3 separate regions of the Gossypium hirsutum genome follow, and regions 1 and 3 are each linked to region 2. The links are chromatin contacts, called in public Hi-C maps. All regions are on one chromosome and are shown on one strand. The core of a region is the stretch at or near the end of the contact, and the rest is flanking DNA. Distances in the headings are between cores, read along the strand shown. Region 1 holds the start of LOC121214651. Region 2 holds the start of LOC107887012 (receptor-like protein 4). Region 3 has its middle 25 kb from the start of LOC121214650.

Evidence for each region. A called contact is a pair of places that touch in the nucleus more often than the background predicts.
Region 1: a Hi-C map of leaf shows a contact between it and region 2, with 2.3 times the contacts expected there. The contact joins the promoter of LOC121214651 here to the promoter of LOC107887012 in region 2. A contact is called at or near these places in 6 of 34 Hi-C or Micro-C datasets (callus, hypocotyl and leaf).
Region 3: a Hi-C map of leaf shows a contact between it and region 2, with 3 times the contacts expected there. The contact joins the enhancer-like site here to the promoter of LOC107887012 in region 2. A contact is called at or near these places in 2 of 34 Hi-C or Micro-C datasets (callus and leaf).

Annotation. Positions count from the first base shown.
Region 1 is chrD02:39,172,851-39,176,178 of Gossypium_hirsutum_v2.1, reverse strand. It overlaps LOC121214651, which reads right to left and starts at 1,792. Exons shown (of 7, transcript XM_041088539.1): 1 at 1,346-1,792; 2 at 1,058-1,201; 3 at 894-968; 4 at 610-803; 5 at 361-532; 6 at 1-283. The coding sequence starts at 1,561.
Region 2 is chrD02:38,941,063-38,944,053 of Gossypium_hirsutum_v2.1, reverse strand. LOC107887012 (receptor-like protein 4) reads left to right here and starts at 1,541. Exons shown (of 9, transcript XM_041088536.1): 1 at 1,541-1,700; 2 at 1,798-2,838. The coding sequence starts at 1,625.
Region 3 is chrD02:39,090,975-39,094,144 of Gossypium_hirsutum_v2.1, reverse strand. No RefSeq gene overlaps it. Among protein-coding and RNA genes, the nearest start is that of LOC121214650, 25 kb to the left of the region's middle. Within about 2 kb of position 1,529, at least 5 of the 9 cell types and tissues checked have an H3K27ac peak or open chromatin away from gene starts, as enhancers often do. A contact at or near this core is called in leaf, where this site is marked.

The DNA.
Region 1 (3,328 bases), core at 543-3,042, 230 kb before region 2:
TTGCACCCTCAACGCTATTGTTCATCATGATGGCATTCCAATCTTGAGGGGAATCCACTGCAAGATTCGGAATACAAGCAAAAGGCAAGGGGTACAAATTCTTCTTCAGATTTTCCACTGATTCAACATCCAAATGGGGGGTAGGAATGGCAAATGCACCACCCACCTGCGTATCAGCTTGGATTGCACAACCCCAGTAACGTAATGCTGAACTGATTGATATTGGAATGTTTGGATTCATCACAAGAAAGCACCCAAATTGATAAGATCCTGAAGATCCTCTCTGCACAACTTACAGCCTTTCAATCTCCTATAGCAAAAACTTGGTGAATGATAAAATGAAATCCATTCCGTGGTTACCTCAAGAATTCGTTCCAGACTGTCCCATATATCAGCACTGATTGTTCCAGTGAGTTGGGATGGGTTACCACTTATGCCCATAGCTTCATCTACCAGTCTCAGGAGTGAAGGACCAGCCAATCTCCCAAGGTCACTTTTCTCAGCCATGCTCCGCAGGTACTTCAAGTAGAGTCTGTGCAGAGTTAGAGGGGCTTGTGTACATACTTCATTTTAGGCAAGAAAGATAAATTGTTTTGTCTATTTCCAAACCTTGCTTTACTGCTTGCACCTGTCATTCTTAGGGTTTCTTCGGTGCTGATACCATCATATATGATAATGTCAAATTTATCGTTTTGATGGTTCTTCCGAGCCCGTTTCCCGAATAAACCCAGAAGCCTCACAAGTGCAAGTAGTGAAAAGATAGAATCCATCCCGGGAAGCACCCCAAGCTCTTCTCCAACAACCTAGTAGACTAATACATGTCAAAATCAACATTCATAGTGTGAAGTGCAAACACCTAAGGTAAAAAGGATGATGAGATATTACATACACACCCCTTCCAGAACTCCTTGTGTCAAATTAAGACGGCCATCTGCTTTCTTCAGCTCATTTAGAGGTTCAAGAAGCATCTGCAGTTTAACGAATAATCCATTCTCAGCGTAATTATAATAAACCCATTTGAAATAGATAGATGATGAAGCATGGAAAAGGAACATACTTTAGTGGTTTCCAGCCTAACAACAGAAAGGTTGCGGGTGCATAGGGTAGGAGAGGAGTCGATCTTACAATTGAGAAGACAGTCAGCAGTGCGATCCTGTCCTTGTAACACTAAGCATGTGCTGAGTCCAGCCATTGCATAATGCTAAGCAGCAGCAAAGAAAGGCATGAAACAAAGAGATTAGATGATGATATTTGGAAAAAGGGGCCATTTCTAATTAACCCTATCTATGAGCTTCAGCTTTCCTTTTCCGTTAATTGGTGACAAAGTGTAACTAGGAAGTAGTACCTGGGCAGCGAAAACAGAGGAGATGGTCTTGCCGGAGCCGCCTTTGCCTAAGAAGGTGATCAATCTTGGAGTGTTTGAAGAAGAATCAATGATGTCATCACCATTGTTGACAGAAAGTTGAGAGATTGTTCTTCGTGAGGGACTCCAAAGACTGGATTTGGACTTGGAATTGGAGAGAGGGAAGATAACAGGGGAAGACACAAGCCCAGAGGACATTTTTGTTTTTCAATTTTTAGACATACAACAAGCCTATGGCTTTATAGTTTACAAACAATTACAGACAGGAAATGGATTAATTAGCCGATCAAACAAAGTGTTCTTATGCCAGGCCGTGTTGGCCCAATCTGACAGATCCCATTCCCAGCACCGGCTAGATTACACCATACTTTTTCTCTACTAAATGCTATTCATATGTTCATATTTTAGTATTTAGAATAACAAACAAAAATATAGAAGGTATATTATGACATAAGTTCTCTAACCATCAAAGTATATTGAGATAAACTTCATTTTACTCCTACTAAAATTTGCTCAAAATTAATTCTTGTACTAAAAGTTATTCAAATAATGGCATCGCCATAATTTTCTGTTGAATTACTGATAATTTAAATAAAACATATCATGCCCGACTAATTTATCCATGCTCATAAAATTCTCAAATTATTCTAAAGAATTCACGCTTTTTGGAACTATTGTGTGGTTGAAAATTTATTCGTTCAATTTTGTACTTTTTAACTTAACACTTCAGCTTTCTTTACCATTTCATTAAACCATTTAGAAATGGTTTCTTTTAAATCCCAAATATTCTCTTCACTTGTCTGTCAAAAATTTGCATGACGTGAGGATATTGGCTTCCAACAATGGTGAGACCAGGCTCCAATATTCTTTCCTTTATTTTACTTCACCCAATTATACTCTGTTTTAGTTACCCGATTTTAAATCCTTTAACTTAGATGCTAACATTTGAATTCACTCCTGTTTTGGTAATTTGTCTTTAAATTAATAACGGAAATTTTTTTAATTGATATTATTGAGTATGACTCATATTTCAGTCAAATTTGAGAGATAATCTCTCAGTTGAACTCTATCTATTTGTTTCAGTCGATCTCTGATTAGTCTAGATTATTTTATTATTATTTGATCTACGAATTTATCCTATAAATAAGCTCTTTTATAACCTTAAAAAAGACACCCATTAAAAGAATTTTGTAGAATTTTGTATTTTGAGGGTTCTTTATTTTCGGGTTTCGGAGTTTAGTTTTTATCTCCATCTTTTATACTCTTTGTTTTTTCCATTATAGTAAAATTATCTTTGTCTGTGTTTTTTATCCTCTTTGGAGGGTTTTTCCACGTTAAATTTATGTGTTCGATTTCTCAATTTCTTTCGTTATTTTTTACTTGTTCATTGATTAATTGGGTCGATCTCCAACAAATGGTATTAGAACTAGTTCAATTTTTATAGATCAGCCTGTTTAGAGATGACAACAACAAGGTTTAACATTGAGAAGTTCGATGGTGTCACAAATTTCAATCTGTGGCAAGTTCGGATGATGACAATTCTAGTTTAGACTGGTCTAAAAGGTCGTTACTGGGAAAAAGCCTAAGACTCTAGATCAGACAGAATGGGAAGAGCTTGATGAAAAGGCCCTATCTGTAATCCAATTGTGTCTCGTGAATAGGGTATTGCAGGAGGTATTGATGGAGAAAACCTCATCCGTATTGTGGAAAAGGTTAGAAACTCTTTATTCGACTAAGTCTCTAGCTAACCGTTTAGTGTTGAAACAACGTTTATTTACATTTCACATGAATAATGTGAGCTTCTTAGAGATCATATCAGTCAATTTATTACTATTTTGAATGATTTAAAGAATGTTGAGGTTAAGATTGACGATTAAGATCATGCTATGCTATTATTGTGCACTTTACCCTATTCATACAAGTCTTTCAAGGAGACCTTGATTTATGGCAGAGACAAACTCTCTT
Region 2 (2,991 bases), core at 292-2,791:
TAAATTTTTTTATTTACCAAAATATACCAAAAAAACTAAAAACCTGCAAAAAAAAAAAACCTGTGGCGGCACCAAAGGTGCCAAAGAGATTAGCGGCACCAATGGTGCCAAAGGACTAAAATGTAGCTATCTGCAATTTCAAGGACCTAACATGCAAATTTACTATTTTGAATTTTGAAAGTGAATTGTTGGTGGGGCGCACTAAAATTGAAATGTGGCTAATTGTCTTCTAAGCCCTCCTTATTTTAATTAAGTAATAAACTCTAATTAGTTAAGTGATAATTAAGATACTTAGAATTCTAATTAAGTAATAACTCTATTTTAATTTAATAAACTATTCTCATTTAATAAACTCTAATTTAATAAACTCTATTTTGGTAATTTGATGAGAATAGTTTATTAAATTAAAATAGAGTTATTAAGTAATTTGACGAGAATAGTTTATTAAATTAAAATAGAATTATTACTTAATTAGAATTCTAAGTATCTTAATTATCACTTAACTAATATTAGATTTAATTAAAAAAATTAATAGAAATACCAGGCATGCTTTATTGAAAAGCCAGAAGTAATAATAAAACCGATCACCCATAAATGTAACCCAAATAGAAAAAATAAATTATAATTATAAGCTATTCTCATCAAATTTAGTAAATTTTTTAAATAAACTATTCTCATCAAATTACCAAAATAATATATAAAATGCGAATTAGTTTATACTTTTTTAAATAGCTTTACTTTAGGTAAAATATATTTACTTTAATAATAAAATAAAGGGGTTTTATGAGTAAAAATCATAGATTAAGAGCTTATTTAACTACAAAAATAGGTTGAGAGCTTGTTTATTAAATAAAAAAGTGAGTTAAAGGGGGAATAAAAAGAAAATAAACAAGCCACAGGTTTTTTTTTGCAAGTTTTTATTTTTTTGGCATATTTTAGTAAATAAAAAAATTATAATATTTTAGTTATTTTTTATTTTTTTATAATAATTTAATAAAAAATCTAAAAAGTGTTCACTTCGTAACAATAAATAAAAATGCTGACATATTGCGCGGATAACAATACCACTTACCACTTTTCATAAAACCAACTTTTCACTAACTAATTTTTCTTAAAATGCATCAAAGCCTTATTTTAGATAATATCTTATTTTCTTAATTCTGCATCGCACGGGTTAATTTTGAGTATTAATTAAAATATATTAATTTTTTTTAAATTAATATAAATAATTAATAGTAATTATTTTTAAATATTAAAATCAATTTAATTAAATATTGAAATATAAATAATTAGATAAAGAATAGTGATTTTACATTTTATTATTATTTAATATGAATTGAAATATATTTAAAGTAAATTATAAGAAAACAATTATTTAAATTATTTTCAAAAAGCTTTTACTTTTCCAATTTGAGGATTTAGCAAATTGATTTTATACTTTTTATTTATTTATAAAAACAATATTTTTAATTGGTATTATGTAAACAAATTGAGAAGTGTGAATTAATATTATATCCCACTAATCTCGCCCTCTTTTACTGTCTGACTTTATACTCCTACTTTATAGTGTCAATGTCCAAAATCAAATCCCCCATTTCCCATTTTGTTTCTCTCTCATTCCACCATGTCCTTCCTCGTCCTTTTCCTGCTCTCCTTGGCTCCCCTCTTCCACTCTTCCTCCCCTTTGCCCTACCCTTACAGTAAGCCACTCCCACCACCTTTTGTTTTTTTTTTCCCTACTCTCGCTCACTATCTGCTAACTGCTGCTATTTTATTTTGTTTTTCTTTTCTTTGCAGACACTAGCTTCCACATTGACTGCGGCAGTTCCACTCCTTCCACCGACTCCTACAACATCTCTTGGCTACCCGACAAATTCTTCACTGGCGGCTCCACCTCCGTGGTCTCCGAGCCCCTACATTTCCATCTTCAACACGAAAAGACTCTCCGTTACTTCCCACTCTCCTCCGGTAAGAAGAATTGCTACAATATCCCCCTTCCTGCTGGCCGTTACTACATCCGTACTTTTACCGTTTACGACAACTACGACGGCAAATCCCATTCCCCTTCCTTCGACGCTTCTGTCGAGGGCACTCTCGTCTTTTCCTGGCGCTCTCCTTGGCCCGAATCTCTCACTCGAGATGGCGCTTACTCCGATCTCTTTGCCTTCGTCAAAGACGGTCAACTCGATTTATGTTTTTACAGCATTGCCACTAACCCTCCCGTCATCGCTTCTCTCGAAGTCGTCCAGATCGACCCTTTGTCATATAACTCCGCCCAAACCGGCGACAGCTACATTCTAGTCAACTATGGGCGGCTCTCTCCCGGTTCATCACAATGGGGACCCGGTTTCACATCCGACCCGGACGCCTTCGGCCGCTCCTGGCAATCCGATTCCGATTACCGAGCAGGAAAGTCGGAATCCGCTAAAGTTATAACCACTAAAGAAAAAATAACCGGTACCGAGAAAGCGCCGAATTACTTTCCCATGAAATTGTACCAATCGGCGGTGACAATTGAGGGACGTCTGGAATACGAATTACCAGTGGATGCAAAGCTTGATTATTTGGTGTGGTTTCATTTTGCGGAGATCGATTCGACGGTTAAAAAGGCAGGGGAGAGAGTGTTCGATGTGCTGGTCAACGATAAGAATGTGAGTAGAGTGGATATATTGAAGGAAGTTGGGAGCTTTGCGGCCTACAGTTTAAATTATACGGAGAAGAATTTGAGCAGTTCTGTGTTGAATGTGAAGCTGTCGCCTGTGGCAGGGGCTCCGTTGATCTGTGGGCTTGAAAATTACGCCATGGTTCCAGCTGATTTGGCCACGGTTCCTGAACAAGGTAAAGATGCTGAATTTTTATTATTTATACGAACTTTTTAGTGATCTGCATGTTAAGCTGAAAGCTGCGTATGAGAGTTTGGTTGGTCCTTGAAATCATTAGCTTTCTATAGGAAAATTAGACTTTTTGGGTAGTTAATTTGATTAGGAATGG
Region 3 (3,170 bases), core at 280-2,779, 150 kb before region 2:
TTAATTAATGTTTTTAGTTAATAAATATGTTGTGTTCAAGTTTTTTAAATTTATTTTTAATTCATATTTTTAATTAATAACTCCTTTATTTATATAAACAAAATAATAAACATGTAATTATATAATTTAAAAAATATTTTTATATACCGTTATGTTAAATATATTTTATATTTTAAAAACATCAATTAATTTTTTTAACATATTTTTCTTGATTTATATTTTTTATGTCAAATATTTATTTTTTCTACCTACATTGTGGATATTGTAAATTCTAATATTATAAAATAATACAATTATTTCAAATATCATTTTTTTTCACCTACATTATGGGTATGAAAAATTATAATATTATTAAATCAATTAATTATTTCAAATATCATTATTTTTAGTACATATAATTTTTTTATGTGTAAAATAAATTAAAAACATCATTATTTGATTTTATAATATTAGAATTTACCATACCCACAATGTAGTTGGAAAAAATAAATATTTGACATTTAAAAGTATAAATAAAAATATATATTTAAAAAAGTAGTTGATGTTTTTAAAAATAAAATAAAATTTAACATAATGATATATATAATATATATTTTATTATATAATAAATATTTATTGTTTTATTTATATAAATGAATGAATTATTAATTAAAAATAAAATTAAAAAAACTTGAAAAAAACACATGTTTATTAACGAAAAACATTAATTAAAAATTAGAAGTTAAAATAAAAGAGCTTGAAACAAAATTAAAATAAAAAGATCAAAACAACATGAATAAAAAAAATTCAAAATGTTAAAGAGAGGAATTGAACTCGAGCTACAAGTATAAAAGCACCAATATTTAATCATATGATAAAAAACGCATCCTAGATAAAGCATTTTGCAAAAGCGTGTACCCATAGCTCGCTTTCATGCCACATTAGGAGAAACGACTTATTTCCCACATACTAAAAAAGTAGTCTATATCCCTATTTCTTTTTAAAAAGAAATCAACATATATCGATAATTTTCTCATAGTAGGGTTATGACACACCCTCGTAACCAATAAATTAAAGTAAAAAAAAAAAAAGGTTCAAAAGGCTTCCTTCACTCCCAATCCCAAAACTGACCCCAACCCAGCAATTTGTAGCATACCTCTTGCCTCTCGATGAAATCTATGGGTTAAGTTATATAGAGGTATCTGAAAGGGAAATCAAGATCAAAAGGTCTTCCCTTAGAAAACGCACGAGTCTTGTCTAAATTTGTGTATCGAAACCGCCTTTTGTCTTCATTGGTCAACATACTATTCGTCTCTTTAGATAAAGTGTGAGCAACAAAAATACCTTATCTTGTCACAATATTTAAGTATTTTAAAACCAACAGATTATTTATTTGTAAACAATGTAAATTTGAATCATAGATATCCTTACTCTTTTCTATTAAATAGAAAATATATCGTAAAGGAAATTGAAGTGGTAATGGGCTAAGTAGTCCATCTAGAGCTACAAACCCAAATGAATTTGGAGCAAGGCCTTTGAGAGTGAACTTAGAGCGACAAGGAATGTTGGGCTAGCCTTGGCATGGTTGATGCCTTCTACTCTGTCCTGTCCAATGGGATGGGTTGTAAATAAACCTATTTCATAGGCCCACTTAATAATTGGGGCTATTTGAACAAATATATTAAATTTAAAATATCATGTGCTCGACTCATTTTTAAGTTTATAAAATATTTATTTTGCCTTTTTAATGTAATTTATATCATATGAAATTAAATATTATATTATAATGTAAATATTAAAAATATATTAAACTATTTATATTAAAATTTTAATTAAAAACATATAAATAGTAAAAAAAATACATATATATATCACATAAAAATACAAATATATACTCTTAAAAATAAAAATATATATGATTGGGTCTAAATAACTTTAATTAGTCAATTTATAAATATGGATAAATTTAAATTTACTCACAATTTTAAATTTATATTTGGAACTAAATTAAACTTAAACAAACTTAAACAACTATATCTAATAATACATATATCCAAATACATGTCTTCTTATTTTTCAACAATCCATATTTGTAACAACGAAATACTATTGTTCCTCCCTCAAGTAATAAGACAAATTATTGGTTACAATATAGCTATGGTCTATATTCTCTATAAAGGACCAAAAATGTCTTGCTTATGTATCATTCGGAAATGCATTAACATAAGTACAGCAGTAAGAAAGGGTAATACAAAAGTGTGTAAACTATAAAACCGGGTCAAAGTGGATTGTCCCACACTAGCATTTCCATGTAATAACTCTACCAAAGTCGATCCTATTATCGAAATAGCTTTCGGAACACCTGTTACGATTTTGACTGCCCAATAACCAATTTGGTCTTGAAGTAAGGAATAACCTGTTACGCCAAAAGATGCGGTCAACACAGCCAGAACCACGCCTGTAACCCAAGTTAATTCGCGAGGTTTTTTAAAACCACCAGTGAGATAGACACGAAATACGTGCAGGATCATCATTAAGACCATCATATTTGCCGACCATCGATAAACTGATCGGATTAACCAACCAAAGTTATTATGTATTGAACAGAAGCAAAAGCCTCAGTAACGGTTGGACGATAGTAAAAAGTCATAGCAAATCCTGTAGCTACTTGTACCAAAAAAAAGTAAGCGTAATTCCTCCTAGATAGTAAAATATGTTAGCATGAGGAGGAACGTATTTACTAGTTATATCATCTGCAACTGCCTGAACTTCGAGGCACTCTTCGAACCAATCATAGACTTTATTGAGATAAATATACTAAAAGGACCCCCCTCCCCCGAGAACCGTATATGATAATTTCATCTCATACAGCTCAAACAAGAACACCCAAGTAATAGCTGAAACGGATATGGAATAGAAAGTTTGAAACTTCTCAATCTTTTCATTCAATTTTATCTGAAGACACAAAAGAGTGAAAATCCGAAAGCTCTTTTTTGTAGTTGTAATTATAATTCCAAAAAATCAAGTTGACGCAGTCGTCTTTATGTTGATCGTTACAGGCCTCTTGAATATTTTATTTACCTACTTATTTCTTTTTCTTTGCTTTGATTTGTTCTTGTATGAAATGTGGCTTTATTCTTGTTTTCTTTCTTTTTGATAGGAATTCTCTTGTTAAGACCCTATGAATCAAT